Regions from separate parts of the Mus musculus genome. Here region 1 is linked to region 2. The links are chromatin contacts, called in public Hi-C maps. All regions are on one chromosome and are shown on one strand. Each heading gives the region's core, a stretch centred on a gene start, on an enhancer-like site or on the middle of the called end of the contact. The rest is flanking DNA. Distances are from core to core; before and after follow the strand shown.

Region 1 (2,700 bases), core at 55-2,554, 1.1 Mb before region 2:
ACCAGGTTCAACCAGATGTTTTTCCTACCCAGCAGTGCTGCTGACTGGCTGTGTCCCAGGGCAGGTTATGTGGGGTCTCTGATCTTTGGTGTATGAACAGTGCTCCTCATATTCATTCACTATTCTGTAGGGTTGTTGAGAAGTTCCCTCAGGGTGCCTGGAACACTGGAAGTTCAGTTTTTTGTAGTCACCTTCTCAGCAGCTGATTACTCTATTAGCACACTGTCTCCGTGGTCTCTTCTTGTGCCACAGATATTGAACATTTCCCTCGAGATCTCTCTCCTCTTCCTTCTTCTTCCCTCAACTCTGCCCTCCACTCATAGATTTTTAAATTCAGATTTTTAAAAAAAAAGCTTTTACTTTATTCACAATCCTTAGTTTCTACCCTATAGACTGCTATCCATCTCTCCTGGTATAACCATCAAAAAAAAAAAAAAAAAAAGATAGCTTTAGTTTAGTGTCTCAGCACTCACTATAAATTTGATACTGCCTAAAATCACCTGAAAAACAGTTTCAGTTAAAGAATTGTCTTTATCAGGGTGGTCTGTGGGCATGCCAGTGAAGAGATTGTCTTGATTGTCTTGTGTAGAAGGGCACAGTCACTGGGCAGCACCATGCTCTGATCAGTGCATCTTACACTATATAAGAAAGCTAACAAAGCAGGAGCCAGAGAGAGAGAGAGACAGAGAGAGAGAGAGAGAGCGAGCAAACTGCATTCCTTCATGTTTTCTGATTAAGCCAAATTAACTCTTTCCTCCTCTAAGTTGCTGTTTTGCTTTTAGTCAGAGTGTATTTATCACAGCAAAGGAAGAGAAACGAGGCATTGCCAAATGAACCCATAATCCCAGTACTAAGGAGGCTCGAGTAAGAAGTTCGTACTGGTCAGCTAGTTTAGCTGACTCCATGAGCTCTGGGTTCAGTGAGAGACCTGAGGGGAAGCCATTAAGAAAGGCTTGGTCCTTGTGCCTTCACACACAGAGCATGTCACGCAAACCTGCACACACACAGGTACACTCATGTAAATGTGTGTTCCCTATCCACAAAGACTGCCTCAACAACTCTCACCAACTTATTAACATGATCATCCTTCTAGCTACCTTCTTGTGCATATTTTGTGCTAATTTGAAATTTAATGAAAAAATAAAAAAAAAAGAGAGAAGAAAGGCATAAAGTGGTAAGAGATAAAGCATTAGTTTCAAAGGGCCTGGGGGCGGGGTCAGAATGGGAGTTACAACTGACAGGTGAGAGCCAAATCTACCCTTATGTTGCAATAGTTGAACCTTGAGATTAATTCTTAGAGTCAATATTTATTTTCCTCTTTTATATTGGCATGACCAAAAAACATTAACAGTCTATTTCTGTTCCAGTGAGCTGTTTGGGATGTAGCAACGTTTTACTACCAAAATTACAAGATTGGACAAGTCGGTTTTCTAGAGTCCTGCTTTCTTCTGTCTACAAGTGAGAATGAGAATGGTCTTTCATGTCTTCTCCTGGAAAATTCAATGAAAGAAAGCGTGTATCTAAAATAGTTCTAAAAACACAGTAGGAATGCCATAGAAGAATTGTTTTACTTAATAAGCAGCAGTGTGGAAGGAGTGTGTACGTGTGTGTGTGTGTGTGGGGGGGGGGGGGTTCTTTCCCTACCTACCACAAACAAAACGAACCAAAAAATTTTGTAGTGTGTGTGTGTGTGTGTGTGTGTGTGTCAGGGGTATTTGTGAATTATATAAAACATGTTTTGGGTTTTTTTTTGTTTTTTTCCCTTATTGAAGCAAGTTTGAGGTCTGTCCCAGCCAAAAGACCCTGACTTCTAGCAGGCTGTTGAACACAACTGCATGGCTGGAGGGGACCAGCATAGGGATGGCCTGCCACCCCCTTTATTTCCTTTAGTGATTTGTAATTCATTAATACCTTCATTTGCATGGGCTACTTAGAGGCTATTTATATTCTAATTATAGGCTATTTGAATATTACATTTGAATTCTAATTACAGGGCTTAGGGAAAGCTCATTTATTTCTAAGGGGTAGATTGCAGTTGAAGGAAAAAGAAATGTGTGGGCTATTCAGGAGCTCTGGCACTAGAAGGACCCAGAGTGCAGCAGACCCTCTGGGTCCCTTTGTCTGCATGGAACGAGTCTCTGGGGCAGGTGGGCAAGGTGTTGGTGGGTGATCTGAATGTATTCTCACAAAGTAAACACCAGTGTTATATAGTACAGAAAATACAAGGGGTCCGGGAGTCACAGCAGGCAAAGTACATTGAAGTTGCCTGACACAAAACAAAGGAATGATTTCAAAAGGATTTACAGGAACCAGGTAAATGTTTACAGTAAAGAAGATAAAGCAGTCCTGCCTAGGGTCAGCTTAGTGACAGGTAAGGATTTCACACTCTAGTGCTCTACCTTTGATCCTTGTGAAGGCTAGCACGGGGGGGGGGGGGGGGGGGGGTGTGTTCTGCTCTTGGCAGGCCTCATGAATAATGCAATATCACAACCCCCCTATTTCCTAGGCCTTGCTAAATTCTTATATGAGTGTAACTTTTAAGTATCTAGAGAATCTCCATTTGTTAGGAGAATTCATCAATCTTGCTTCTAATATACAATGTAGCCTGTACTGAAGATTTCTATCTCAGTGGGATTCCCTGGCTCTTTCATGGTATTCTCTTGTTTGGGTGCGATTTGCCACAGTCCCTAGCAAATACTT
Region 2 (2,819 bases), core at 249-2,748:
ATGCCCATGTACATAATCTACCTAAATGAAAATGCTGTGCAATGAGTATACCGTAATCAGAAAGACTAAATAAGGACCCAATGTGTGTCGTGAGTGCACATTCGTATGCATGTTCACAGCGAGAAAGGCCCTGGGGGCCACCGAGCCCACCATGAGGCCAGTAAACCCATATCCTCAGTGTGCGGCTGTTAAAGATGCAGGAAGCTCATTAAAAAAATAGCAGGTTAATTTTAGAGGTTCTGAAATAGAAAGGTACTCTGGGTAAGACCATATTGACATTCAGTTTCTAGGCTTCATTCTCAGAGGAGATTTATTTTTAAAAATCTGATCTTCAGAAAATACAATCTGAGAAGTAAACTTGTTACAACACACACACACACACACACACACACACACACACACACACATGCGTAGTTGGCCTCCTATTAGAGGTTCATAGCTGCCTCCAATCCAGGGATCATAGGTTCTATTTACTCAGAACACCCTTTCCCCATTTCCATTGTTTTGAATACTTGCTGTTGGTGTAAAGCATACGGTGCTTCACCCTTTTAACACTCATACACTCATCCCTCTCGCCTTCTGGATACTGACCATGGTTTATGAAACTGAATGCTGAGCAAATGCTGGGCCGCATGGTTTATATCTCAAAGTCTCTAGAATTCCAGCAATTTTCTTACTCACCATATTTCAAGTCATAAGGAAGAAAAACATCTTCAGACCAAGAAACCAAGGCTGCTGCCACCTCAAGGAGGAGACAACCCATTCAGATTTACTGTTAGGCAATAGTCACTTCACTGTTTATAGACATATACATAGCATGTATTTATATTGACACATATTATTTCATATGTACATATATACATGGAATATTAATACGTGCATATACACACACATATGTATATAAACAAAATAATCTGATGGCCTATGCAGGGTGGGTTTTTCTCTTATTCCAGTTACAGAAGAGCAGGCCTCGCCAGGAAGCTGTGCAGGTCTGAGATTCCATCTCCTTTTGATCAGTAAAGTTCAACACCCATACCACTAACCCTCTTGCAGCTTAGCATTCACAGAGTTGCAGGAATAGCTGATAAATGCAAGGTGCACACAGTGCCATTTTTCAGTGAGAATATTAAAACCACTTCATATTCAAAAGCAGGAGACAAAAGGGCCAGGTTTGCTCTGTCTTCATAAGGAAGTAAGAAGAAACAGCCATGTGGGATTTCTCTCTCTCTCTCTCTCTCTCTCTCTCTCACACACACACACACACACACACACACACACACTACACATCATAAATACAAACCATACACACACACGAGAGAAAGACAGACAGACAGACAGAGTTCAAAGACTAGAACTTATCCAGAAATAGAATCATTTGATTGATTAATCTCTTAACCAGCAAACCATTTTATTGATGACCAAGCCCCACCTACATAAATACAATGTTCAAATGGAATTTTACTAAAGTGACATGCTAGTTAATCTAATACCCTATCCTTCCACCGGCTGCCAAAATACATATTTACCTGTCTGAAACTAAACTCTAAGAGGTCAGGCTAGTGCGTCTGATGCTTCGGCAAGAAGTCTCTCTCAGATGTGGATTTAATCATGTATTTCCATACTCTCACTGGCTCTTGTGGAGGTGGCTGAGAAATCCTGGGCTTTCAAAGCTGTGCTAAACTACTTCACACTCTGTCATTGATTAAGAACGACAGAAGCCTTCCGAGTTGTTTATCAAATTAAAGTTGATAAAAAGCACTCGTGAAGCTCTGGACGCCTTCCTGAAAAAGATCTCAGCTCCCTTAAATTGACACGTCAACAAACTCTCACGGCCTCTCGAAAAGCATTCGCCAAAATGGTATGGGTTTGGCTTAAACTTCCATCCTCGGCTCAGCAAATGACAGCACAGTAGAAAGGAATTAAGCCAAATCAGACTCATTACAGAGTTGTGCTGGTAGAATATAAACTTCCCCTGCTTAGCATCTGGAGTTATGGGTGACTAACATTGTAAATGCTTGTGCTAGTGCGCTCCGAGAAAGAGAGAGAGGGCGTGATTGTAAGATTATAGGTGAGTGGTGGGATATGAACGTTAACTTACAGAAATATGTAATTTACTTTGTCTCCCGGTGATGAGTGCACATGTGCACACTGCTCTTTAAGTCCCAAGACACACCGAAGAGACGCAGAGCCACTCAAAACGAAAAGGTAACTAACTGCCTTTGAATTTGTCCTGTGGGCAAACATTTTCTGAAGCATGGCAGCATGCTGTGTGTACCCCATGATCCCAGATCTGGGAGAAAGAACTGTGGGACCTGAGAGGACAAGACCAGCTTTGGGGATGGGGACGAGGGATGGGACACAGAAGCTTGGAACCAACTGGACTCAGGATGCCACCACCCACACAGAATAAGAAACATGGATGTGGAACTTGATGTTTTCAGGAATCAGAAAGCAGAGGCAGGAGAATTGCCACTAGTTCAAGGTCAACACTGTCTATGTAGTAAGTTGTAAGCCAGTCGGTGAGGTCTATATAGCAACACCCTGATGAAATGAAACAAAGGAAGAAAAATGAAAAGAAGGGGGTAGGAACCACAAATGCACAATAAAAAAGGAAGCCGACATGTCTCTTCCCATTGCTGTAGTGTAAAGAGTGCCTATCTGAAGGCTACTATACCTAGGAAAATCTAAGCAAGCGTTCCTTCATGGTCTAAGGCAAAAAAATTTAAAAATTAAAAGAAAAAACCAACGTGTACATTTCTTCTCCTTTAGCTATCCTGCTAGGAGAAGTATTTCAAAATGTTCTTACAAAGCCAGCCCCG

Evidence for each region. A called contact is a pair of places that touch in the nucleus more often than the background predicts.
Region 1: a contact with region 2 is called in a Hi-C map of liver, with 5 times the contacts expected there. The contact joins two enhancer-like sites.

Annotation. Positions count from the first base shown.
Region 1 is chr5:151,408,770-151,411,469 of GRCm38.p6, reverse strand. The region is part of intron 3 of 1700028E10Rik (RIKEN cDNA 1700028E10 gene); the gene reads right to left. All of the region lies in intron 1 of Gm3704 (predicted gene 3704), which reads right to left. It also overlaps a transcript of Stard13 not described here. Among named protein-coding and RNA genes, the nearest start is that of Gm3704, 3.6 kb to the right of the region's middle. Within about 2 kb of position 1,304, at least 12 of the 459 cell types and tissues checked have an H3K27ac peak or open chromatin away from gene starts, as enhancers often do. A contact at or near this core is called in liver, where this site is marked.
Region 2 is chr5:150,269,365-150,272,183 of GRCm38.p6, reverse strand. All of the region lies in intron 1 of Fry (FRY microtubule binding protein), which reads right to left. Among named protein-coding and RNA genes, the nearest start is that of Fry, 11 kb to the right of the region's middle. Within about 2 kb of position 1,498, at least 12 of the 459 cell types and tissues checked have an H3K27ac peak or open chromatin away from gene starts, as enhancers often do. A contact at or near this core is called in liver, where this site is marked.